Linked DNA regions of Triticum aestivum: region 2 is linked to region 1. The links are chromatin contacts, called in public Hi-C maps. All regions are on one chromosome and are shown on one strand. The core of a region is the stretch at or near the end of the contact, and the rest is flanking DNA. Distances in the headings are between cores, read along the strand shown.

Region 1 (6,138 bases), core at 2,643-5,142:
AGCCGGAGGGTTTGGCCTGGGGCCAGAACTCCCCCGGGGGTGATGTTGTCTTTAAGGACAAGGCGAGTCATCGAATCTTTCGTCGACGTCACAGTGGAACTCTCAATGAAAACACCAATGTCGTTGTCAAAACCAGCAGATCTCGGGTAGGGGGTCCCGAACTGTGCGTCTAAGGTCGATGGTAACAGGAGACGGGGGACACGATGTTTACCCAGGTTCGGGCCCTCTCTATGGAGGTAATACCCTACTTCCTGCTTGATTGATCTTGATGAATATGAGTATTACATGAGTTGATCTACCACGAGATCGTAATGGCTAAACCCTAGAAATCTAGCATGTATGACTATGGCAATGAGTATATCCTTTCCGGACTACCCCCTCCGATTTATATAGACACCGGGGGGATCTGGGGTTACATAGAGTCGGTTACATTAGAAGGAATCTTCATAGTCGGTCGCCAAGCTTGCCTTCCACGCCATGGAGAGTCCAATCCGGACAAAGGGTACAGTCTTCGGCCTTCATGTCTTCACAGCCCATCAGTTCGGCCCCTGGATAACAGGCCGGACGCCCGAGGACCCCTTAATCCAGGACTCCCTCACTCGGCATCTATTTACAACAGCTTGTCATCATGGAGCAGTAGAATTTCTGGGTCGGGATCTTGATTTTATGGATAAGACCGATCCATTTGATTGTGACTGCCGAAAACTTTAGCTGAGTTAGATGCCATTGTCCTGTTCAATCTGGATTTTGTCTAAACCTGATGAGCAATTAATCCTCGTGCTTTTCTAATGTTTCTTAGCTGGAGTTAGATATTGTTGCCCTTTTAAAACTCGGCTTTGACCCATATTTTCTTTCATACAGGGCCAATGGCTTGCCATTTCTTTAATTAAGACATCAATATTATAAGCATTCACAACATAGGGAAAGAACATCACTCTCGCGGGATCCTTGAAATCTTTGTTCATTACAGAACCGCAAGTTCTTAGCGCCCACCAGCACCCACAAACTTATTTTCAATTTGCACACCAAATGGGCTGTAATTCTTAATAAGAAAAGCTGCATGGTAGTGACAGATTTGGATTTATCATTTGGGAGCCACGAGGAAAAAGCCTATCCAGGGTGGTGCCGACTCGACAGTAAACATTGAGAAACCTGGTTTTAAAATTACTATAAATCCAAAACTCCCCTCAAAATCATGAAACTTGGCATGGTGTTATGTCATAGCACCAACATGTTGTGCTAAAAAATTAGTCCAATTTGGGACAAGTTTTAGTACAAACTTCTTACAAACTGGAGCTTCTCTCAAAAAGGCTCATGGTGCCGAGAGGGACCTTGTCACCTATGTGTGCGAAACGACATACGCTGTCTCTTCCCGCCTTGATTTATTTTACAGAGGCAACATGCAACTATAGTAGCGTCGTCCTAAAAATGTGAAATTATTCACGGTTCGTTTTGCCTTTTTATACATTATTTGAGTTCCCTAGGCATTTTGGAACGTACTTTGGTGTGTGCAAAGGTCATGTGTGTACTAGCCACATATGTAATTGGATGTTCAATCTGTTTATGAAATCAAGTCCTTATAAGTTATAAGTACATATGCTGTTGTTCTGTATGCAATGACATCGCACACGGACCATACTGGGGAACCCGTCGGTGATGATTGCATCAATCGCTAACAATTGTATGCCGCCAAGCGTTTGCCCACAGCACACACGGCTTATTAGCAGCAATCGTCTTTGTTATTATCAGTCTTCCCACACATTTCTGATTGCAGACCTGTTTGTCGCGTATCACACACATCTTGCTATATTGAACCGTTTCTGTTCTCGTGGCTCAAAGCAAACAATTCATCCGAGTGAACCGCATGCCGTATATCGCACACACCTTGATCTGGCTGACCGTTTCTTTTGTGTTGTCTAATCACAAACAGTTCATCCGAGTGAATCGTATGTTTTATATCGCACACACCTTCATCTAGCCGCCCGTTTCTTTTGTTCCTCCGCATCGCAAACAGTTAATTGAACTAAACTATATGCCGTACATCGCACACGCAACTAAAATCTGAACTGTGTTTGATGCATCCGCCATCGCAAACGTTTTGCACCTTTTTTGACGGGTTTTTTACACCACCGTTTGTGATTATTGCATTGCACACAATTTCATCGAAGGGTCTCTGATCGTAGTGTCGCGTTAGCAGCAACCTGCAGTAGTGATACTTACAATGATAAAGTAGTATATATACTACTACATGATAATATATGAGATATGAGGGTAAGTACCCCAGGTGGTAGGAAGTATTTTCCCTATATATATGTCGTCCCTTGCTCGACCGTTGTTTCACGTGAACAAAGAATCATGACCCCCCCGCCCCATCCCCTCATCCTCCTAGCTTGATCCCAGCATCTTGAACAAGAACCGAAACTCAACACCCCCAACTTCACCCTAACCTAGTGCCCCCACCCCCACCTCCGATCACGTCCCTCCTCAACATCGCCACAACTACCATTACTAGCCCGCGCTAGTTCAGGTTCGAGAACACTTGGCTCCTCAACCCTTTCTGCCTATCAACCATCCTCCCAGACTCATATAGACAGGTTGCCTTGCTGGTTAGGGGCACTTCTTACAACCTCACTTCTCAGATAAATTCTTCAGGTATTGCCAATGTTTCGAAGAAGGATCACCGCTTTGTCCCCTTTCTTGGTAATAACTGCAAATTCTTCATTGATCTGCTTGATTTGCTTGGAGAAATTTTGGAATCTTTAAGGTGGCAAGTCTGCTCTCTGAGCAGACACTCGTCCGGTGTTTTCTCTCCCGGTCTGAAGGCAGGCCACCGTCTAGAGAAAAGAGGGGCAATTTCTATGTAATTGTGGACGGGGATGAGTACACTCTTTTTTTATGTACCAACACATGCATCCTAATGCTTATGTCAAAACCACATCCATGCATGCGCTTCTTGTCTCCGTAGATGAGGTAGCCACACACAACAAAAAGGCAAGTGTATTCCAGTCCTGCTCCAAGCTCCTAGGCGCGGTGCTAGAACAGGTATTTGCCAGTGGCCTCGCAACCTCTACTCAAGTGCTCTGGTGGCTGATGGGCCATTGTTGGAAGCCCATTTCCCCCCATTAGAAACCCAGGAAAAATGAATGTGGTCCATGATCGGTCTCACACCAGGGTGGGGTGGGCTTGGGCCTAGCTTTTACAAGGCTACGTATGTACGAGGAGGGGCCCTCTAACCCACACCGCCCTAACTGGTCTACAGCCCCACCTCACCAATGCATCCCCCAATGCGTGTCTGCCCTCCCCGCATGTGTGCGCCTCCCCAAGCCGTGGCACCTCATGACCATTGTGCGCCAAGGTTGTTAACATGCTTTCTCTGTCACGGCTAACTCGAGGTATTGTAGCCCGTCGTGCACCATGGCGCAATCCTAGTCCGCCGGCATGGTCTCCTCCGCACCGGTGCCCCATTGGTTTACTCTCGAAAGAGTTCGGTGAAATAGTTTCTTCATGTACCTTCATGTTTTATCTATAATTTTAGTTTGTTTTGACCATATGTTACATTTGACTTTGAAATTGGAATATAAATATTATTGAAATATATGCGATAGAAAATAATTTTTTGAAGCATTGTAGTGTCAGGTGCACGCCCTTAAGACTGAGAGGCCTAAAAGAATTATTTTTAGAGACCTTTTGTAATTTTTCCAAGATGCTTTTAATGAAGGCCAGATATAAAATTAATTGATATTCGCTCCCCGGGCCTCTTTCTTCGACTTGGACGTGCCACGTGAGACAGTGATAAGTGACAACGAACGACGAGGGCCCCTGACCTGGACCAATCACTAGTAGCTGATCAGCGATCGGTATCGATCCCCACAAGGCGAACAGCAATGGCAACGTCCACCTACACAGCCGGTAACCCACCCAGTAAGCGGCCAAAAGACATCCCATCTTCGAGTAGTGCTGTATGCAGTATGCCCATCTGGCCATCTGTGTAGTAACTAGGAACCGGACAAGTTGAGAGTAGCTATCTACCTCAGCTAGGTGAAATGGAGATGGGACCTGACGTACGGTCACACCACATGCACGTCAGCTTGGCAACTCTCAGCATATGGAACCCGCACCATAGACATTGTGATGCTCTAGCTAGTAGGAGTACTCTAGTACTCTATTTGTTTGCTGGTAAAGATCCATCGATCTTTTTTCTATATGTGGCTATGCACGCGTTGGTGCCTGACGGCTCAGGCCATCTAGCTAGCTAGGATTAATGGCGACCTCATGGATGCATTAACAACATCCGCTGTCGGCTTCATTACTTTTACCTTTCGCTCGCACGAACAGTTCGTGTTAATCAAGTCCCAACAACTTAGTTAATAGTCATTGCCAGCAATAGTATGGAAATCATATATAGAACGAACTGATTACGTCGACGCAATGATGATGTCTCAATACATGCCAAGATTTTGCCACTCGTGGTCCAGTTTGCATAAGTTTTGTTTCTTTACAAACTACTCCAAGTAGTGACCAAAAGGATCCTATAAAAGTTTATAGAGGTAGTAGTTTGCATGCAATCTCAAATAAAACTTCAGACTAAGTGGGCGCATTGGGGATGCTGTGGAGGAAGAGGGAGAAGAATGACCCCCTACAAAAAAGGTCGGTCCATCTCTCAAGTTCCTGTATATATGGTGTACCCTCACCCACTCACTGTTATTTTGACTGTCGGTGATGTCCGTTCTTCATCTCTCAAGTGGTTGTATATATGATGTACACTCATGCACTCACTGTTATTTCAGCTGTCGGTGATAGTCGTCCTTCACCTTCTCCTCCTACTTTATCAAGGTGAGGAAAAGAAGAAGAAGGACGACCGCTACGACAACAGTCGGTGTCCTCCTCTTAAAACAACTCACATATCAGTGTGTGGATTAAGAGTGAGTATTGTCCACTCGAATGAAAAAAAAAAATTTAAGTGGCTCATCCAAAAAAGGTTCAAAAAATTACAGAAAAAATCGGCATGACCTTTGCTAGAAATTGGACATATTGAGTGTCAAAAATTAAGCGAAACGGAAGTTAACCAACGTTTCGCGAAAACATTGGTACACATTATGAATATCTGCATCATGAATAAAATATGATACTATATGTTCGCCAATATGCAGTATGTATTCTCTACCACAAGCCATCAAATTTGAGACGTCTAATTAGAATGATTCAATGGTACATCCTATAACAAAATTTTACTACACTAACAAGATATTGCTAACAAAAGCCATCAACTTTTACTACAATAACAAAATATTGCTAATGTAAAAGTACAGTAACTAAGAACAACTACAATCTACAATAAGAGAGCTGAGATATGGTTACCGGGGCGGACGAAGACGACGTGAGGTTGACGGGGGGAAACTGACAATGTTTGAGGCAGCGGATGGCGCGGGACATGGTGGCTGGGAGGATGTTGGAGGCGGCGGCGGACGGCGAGGGCAATAAAGACCGAGTTGGCGACGAATGGCATGGGCGACGGGGATCATTGGCTCAGTGACGCCGTTCGAGGCGGCGAACGGTGACCGCGACGGTGGAGGATGCCACGACGACAGCAACGGTGGTGAAGCGAGCGAGAATTAGAAAGAGACTTGTGTGTCTGGATAAGGTGTGAGTGGCTGCGGGTCCGAGGGGCAGGTGGATAAGGGCGTGCACAGCTGTGATGGGCGAGAGAGAGTACCCTCCACTGCTGTTATTCGCCCGCGAAGGATTTTAGAAGAATGTAGCAGTGATGAGTGCTTGTTTACGACCACCACTGCAAAACTCTTGGAAAATTTGAAAAATTTGGACGCGGGTCGCCCAAATATAGCTGTGGCAGGCACTGCATAGAGTTCGTCACTGATTTGGCAGGCACCAGTGGCGAGCGTGCCCATGCGGCCCGCCACTGCCGTTCATCACCCGTGAAGAAATTAGGAAAAATTTATGAGGGCGGGTGATGGACAATGCCCACAACTGTTGAGTTGAAATAGGAGACCGGTTATTAATAGCATCCGCCACTGCTACCTTTTTAAAATGGGGAGTGCTTCGGGACAAGCCCCCTAAAACGTATAATGGACAGGATGGTCATTTCACATTAGGTATAGGAATACCCACCCGACGCCGTAC
Region 2 (6,138 bases), core at 2,617-5,116, 440 kb before region 1:
CTTTTTAGTTCGCATATAAGATTTGTCTAAAATCAAACCTCGTAAAGTTTGATCAACTTTATAAAAAAAATACCAATATTTACAATATCAAATCAATATCAATAGATGCATCATGACTTAAATTTTCATATTGTATAATGTTAGCATGGTAGATGTTGATATTTTTTCATATAATTATGGTCAAACTTTATGAAGTTTGACTTCAGACAATTTTTATATGCAGAGTAAAAAGGACAGGAGGGAGTACTATGATGCATCACATTGTGTGTATGTACCGCGCCGGCTATGCACTTGTGCTGTGCATCCTGTGTCTCTCTGTGCGACAATGCGTCCGCGTTTCGCACAGCGCGATGCACGAGTGGCCCGGTCAAATTAATGGTTCACTAAAAATTTGTTTTGCAAACCTTTTAGAAGGTTCGGTCCATTATTATTTTTCCTATTGCTTCTTTACCTGATTTTTTTGCTTTATGTTCACATTTTTGAAAGAAAATCTTGAAATTATAAAAATGTTCATGCTTTTGAAACATTTCACAATAACAAAAAATTGTTCGCATCCGTCAGAAAATGTTTCCATGTTAAAGTGTTAAAATTTACAAATTATTTGAAATTTTAAAAAATGCTCAAGTAGTGCAGTATACGTGGAGAAGAAGTGCATTGCACAGAGAGAACAAGTATGTGAGATGTGGGGTAAAAATGCGCTGCATGGGGGGAGCATAACTATACATTCACTGGAAGTACAAGTTAAGTATGCGGGGAGTAGAAGTTTAGTATAGTAGGGAGCCCAAGTTGCATGAAAAGGAGTAGATTGAAACCTATGAAGCCGAAATTGGCACTGGCTCATAGGTACATATGCACCCATTGTCTAAATACACATTTTGAAAAGTTGAAAAATTCCGAACAAAAATCCCTCTACATTCAAACATCTTGACAAGAGGAACAAAATGGTGGAAACGGTTTCGCAATTTGGATGCACAATTCAAGGGGGATTTGTGGCAATGCTTGCAAGGGTTACCTCTCAATTAGAGATATCGTATGTACAGTCGTCCGGTACAAACCGCACAACGTGTTTTTTTTCTCAACAGAACGTTCTCCGCCGGCTGAGCCCATATAACGAGGGCACGTGCGCCTGCACACACACACACGCACACACGTATAATCGCTATAAAGAGCCCCTATTTTGCACACACGTATAATCGCCATAGAAAGCCCCTATTTTGAGCGCACGACATAGAGAGCAGGTCACTCGTATTTGTCACTCTGTGCGACAAGGTTTTGCCTTTTGCACACAGCGGCCCAAGAGTGGGCCGGTCCAATTAATGGTTCACATAATTTTTTTTGCGATCCTTCTAGAAAGTTTTGGGCGGTTCTTTTCTTTTTTTAGTAATTTTCCTGTTTCTTCCTTACCGGGTTCTTTTAGTTTTACTTTTTTCAAAACTGTTCATTTTTTTTGAAAAATATTAGTGATTTTTTAAAAGTTTGTGCTTTTTGAAACTTTTCACAATTGCAAAAAATTGTTTGTATTCTTCAGAAGATGATTATTTCTTCTAAATGATTGAAACTTTGAAAAAAATCTTAAAAACTACAAAAAAAATACAAAAATGCTCAAAATTTACAAAAATGCTCAAAAGTTACATATATAGTTTTTCAAAATTGTTCACATATTTAAGGAAATTTCAATTTATTAAGTGCGTATCAACATATAATTGGAAAGTTCATCTAATATTTAAAATGTTCAATATATTGTCAAAATGTTTAGTGTGTATTCAAAAAATGTTAATCATATATTAAATAATTGTTCACCATGCATTTTAAAACTATTCACTGTGTATTGAAAAATAAAAACAAAAATAACTAAAGAAAAAAAACAAAGATATAAAGACCATAGCAAAAAAACATAACAATAAGCAACAGAAAAACTGCAGCAAAAGCAGCGAACAACAAAACAGCAAGAAAAGCCCCGACTTAGCCGGCCCAACTCGGTTTGCCAGTCGGGCATCACGGTGTCTGTTTGTTGAGCGGTGGGTAAAAATGGGTTGACGGCTCATGTACAGTAAGACTTTACCATTTTAGCCAATTTTTATCAGGAAAGAAACATTTCATAAAAACAATTCCAGAAATTTTATAAAGCAATTATGCTATAAAATAAATTATTTTTAGAAAAAATGTTCATCCCAATTTTGAAAAGTATATATGAATTAAAAAAAATCAAAAAATTTATAAAACGTTCTTGAACTTTCAAAATTATGCACAGATGTTAAAATCATCACTCGATGAAAAGCTCCTCCTCCTCCTCCTTATCCTACTGACTTGAAGTTTCGGTTGATGAGACCTAGCAACCGAAAAGGTGGACTTCCGCGAGAAAAGCTTTCTGCAACTAGAAAATTATGTCCGTGTATTAGTAAAATGTTCATGAATTTTGAAAAATGTTCCTAAATTGGAAATTTGTGTATGAATTTTAGGGAAAATGAATGTACGTGATTTTTATTTTCAAATTCATGGAATTCAGAAAATATCAATGAGTTTTCAAGTTGTTAATGAATTTGTAAATTATCCATGAATTTTAAAATCTTTAGAAATTAACGAAGTATCCCAGAATTAAAAAAGATAAAATCAAAAAAATATACAGAAAAATAAAAGAGTTCTAAAAAAATTATAGCAAGAACAGAAAAACCCGTGAAAAAGCAAACACATAACCGGAAAAAGAAAGAAAAAACTGGCGGAAGCCTGAGTTGAGCCAGCGCATGTGCGGTACAACCAACCGCTACGTGTGCCGACCCATGAGAAGGATTTTACTACATTAATTTTTTCGATAAATCCATATTTATATTTATATTTATTTAATTATGCTTTTATTTTTTAATATATTATTAACAGTTCTTAACATATCCTTTTAAATAAATATCGAAATTTTATACATATGAACATTTATTTAATGAGTGAGCAATATTTGGAATGTAAGAAATTATTTTTACACATATTAATAGTTTAAGAAAATGCAAACATTTTTAAAGCTTGTGAACACTTTTTAATGTCAAAAAAATATTAAATTATATGATGGTTTTTAAAAAGCATGAAATTTTTTTTAATTGTATGAACATTTTTGGTTTATAAACAATAATACTTGTAAATACCTGAACATTTTATAACCATGACCATTTTTCGTAAACATGAACAGTGTTCAAGTACTTTTAAAATGATGTGGTCATTTTTCATAGTATTTTTTTATCCATGATTTTGAACTGTTCTTATCAATAATTTAGTTATTATTTTTGTGTCCCATGATATGTTGTAATTTTTCAAGGACAATTTACAAAAAAATCTAGGGTTTTCACGCTATTTTTTGTAAAGTCCAGCCTATCGTTCGTAAATTCTCTAGTCATTAAGAGGTCCTCTTTGTAATTTATTTAGCTGAAAAGGGGCTTCTTATAATTACATGAGGGCCTGAAGTTTGTTTTGCATTTACAAAAGAAAAAAAAACAGTTAAAAGTGGGTCTTTTGTGGACAGGTGGATTTCTTCAGATCAAGAGCAGATTGGAGCACCCTACTGGACCGACTAGTCGTGTTTTAGCGGTTTCTAGCCTAGTTCTTCTGACAGCTTAAAAAAATAAGCCACGCTTTCCGGCTTCTCCCATAAGCCTTTTCCCATTTGCTGAAGCTTATGGGGTAGTTGTGGGATAATGAGTTCATACGCCCCAACAATTAGGGAAGGTGACTTATGAAAGAAGCCGGGGACAACTTATTTTTAAGCTATCAAAAGAACTGTGTCATCATTTAATGCGTAGAAAGGGAGCGTCTAGAGAACAGTCCAAACCCTCATACACCACTCATGTCATGGTCGATGAATATTGCTGCTCAATGTAAACGAAGGCGTCGATTATTGGTTGTCGTCGTTGTCTCGTTGATGCGTCCTGGTCACCTTTTGTATCGGTATGGACCAGTCAAGTAGAGGACAGAAGTTCCAGAGAAGAAAAGTAGGGACAAAGGACACTGCAGCCATTATGCCATCGACTCATATCACATCAGAGCTGTGTTAACGTGTTGCCGCTTTCGCCTCCCATGATGCCACGGCCGCAACCAAAACGACAAAGGATGCAAGAATTCTAGCTAGCTGCTGCTGTATATTTTCTTCGTCTTTGACATGATTAAATTAGATCAATCGTGTCTAGTCATTAACTGATAGACCGGCCAGAAGGCAAGATCGATTGGTGGAGTATCTTGTGCGTTGTACTAACATCTCAAACTTTCTATATAAAGCTTGGCAGATCTCCAAAAGTGGTCTAAGTGGTGACACTAGTAGGATCTACACCGTCAGGTCTCTCTGCTGCACGTACTTGCTTTAGTTTTGTGCTCTTGGTGATGTAACATACACAAACAAATCCGCTTAATTTGTGAGTGTAGTTGATGTCTACATCTATAACATCCATATAACCTTCAAAGTGTATCATGGACATCATTAAGAACCCACATGAGGCATCACCTTCTCTCTTGCCCATTCCCTCCCGTGTGGCCAATAATACGAGAAGAGACACACCGACAACACCCTAGTGGCAAATCAGGACCGTCGCCAAATCATTGTCCACCAGCCTAGGCACGGTCACCGGACTCAATGTCTGCTTCGACATTCTCTCCATCTCCATCTCCTCTCTCCCTTTGCTAGTGCCTACGCTGCCATGGCTCACAGTCTACGTCTCTGGATGCCAGGGCAAGGTCTTGGGTGGCGTTAGTCTCCGATGCGCATGTGGCGTCCGGGTTCGTGTTCATCTAACCGCATCCTACGGCAAGTCCTCCTACCATAATGCAATGTAAAACAAGTATGTGTTTGGTACTTAGGTGATGGAGTTTCTGTTTTCTCAACTTTTCACTTCCTCTTGTTACTTAGCAAAATTTTGTTTTATCCCCGGCTTATTCCGTTGATTCTAGATTGTGGTTTTGTTGGCTATGTGCATCCTTGATGCAAAGAACGGAGGGCTTGAACACTTTATAGTTCTTTGAGCTAAATAATTTTCAAAACCAATAATAAAAGGAGATTATTTTTCAAAAGGAAGTGTCACTTTGCTTATGTCAATAAAGGAAGAGGAAATGTCACTGTTGCGGAAAGAAGAAATTAAATGTCACTATGCTCATAGCGCCAAATATATGCTAGGACAAAAGCATATATGCCGTAGATGCGACGACAAACCGGTGGCCACATCTAACCATACAGGTGATCAATTTTCTGTTTCTCGACTTTTCACTTGGGTGACCAATATATAACCATACAGGTATGTGTTGGGAGAATTTTGTGTTATCACCAGGATTGTTTATTCCCTTGGTTCTCAGCTTGTAGTTTTTTTTTAGAAGTTCTCAGCTTTCAAGTCCTGGTGTTATCACCAGGTTTCAGGATTGTTTATTCCCTTGGTTCAAAAAAAAAAGGAAAGAAAGAGGAAATTCCGGAATACTGTGTTAAAAAAAAATATGAAAGAAAGAGGAAATGTCAGTGTCCTGGGAAAGAGGAAATAATGTCACTACACAAATTAATGTCACTATACCGGTAGCGCCAAATATATGCTAGGACAAAAGCATATATACAGTTCCCCGCAAAAAAAAGAGAGAGCATATATACAGTTGATGCAACGACAACACTGGCAACACGATCTAGGGGGAAGATCACCAAAATCTGTGGCCCGCGGTCGTACGCCGACTGGTGCGGTGCCACGAGACCTGTCCCCCAAGGTTAGCAAGTAGACAGACACATGCATCCTAGCTAACATGTACTACTACATACTCAAGTCCCTACCAATTATAGTCTGTCCTACCTTGAAAACTCACATATGCACCCTGCTGCTATGTTGGCTTCGTAAGCGGATGCCAGAAATGTAGTGCTCCTTGGCCTGTAATGCGGTGTGGGTTACCGGCTGGTGCAGGTTGATTGCATGTCGAAGCAACACGTGCCCCAAACCAAACATGGTGCTTGCTGTGTGGTTGCTCCTCACCGGATCAGTAGCAGCTACAGTGAGTGGCGCTTGGACCCGGCCATGGGTTGGGAGTCGTTATATATGGCCAAGGGTTTGTGTTTGTGGCACCCCATATGCCATAAATTATTAATGACCACTTGGAAGTTGGAATTAACATTTCTTATTTCGTATGTTTGGAACTAAG

What was found. A called contact is a pair of places that touch in the nucleus more often than the background predicts.
Region 2: a Hi-C map of leaf shows a contact between it and region 1, with 7 times the contacts expected there. The contact joins two enhancer-like sites. A contact is called at or near these places in 2 of 5 Hi-C or Micro-C datasets (both in leaf).

The regions. Positions count from the first base shown.
Region 1 is chr4D:495,423,410-495,429,547 of IWGSC CS RefSeq v2.1, reverse strand. No RefSeq gene overlaps it. Among protein-coding and RNA genes, the nearest start is that of LOC123100555, 140 kb to the left of the region's middle. Within about 2 kb of position 3,892, at least 3 of the 8 cell types and tissues checked have an H3K27ac peak or open chromatin away from gene starts, as enhancers often do. A contact at or near this core is called in leaf, where this site is marked.
Region 2 is chr4D:495,862,724-495,868,861 of IWGSC CS RefSeq v2.1, reverse strand. No RefSeq gene overlaps it. Among protein-coding and RNA genes, the nearest start is that of LOC123098976, 150 kb to the left of the region's middle. Within about 2 kb of position 3,866, at least 2 of the 8 cell types and tissues checked have an H3K27ac peak or open chromatin away from gene starts, as enhancers often do. A contact at or near this core is called in leaf, where this site is marked.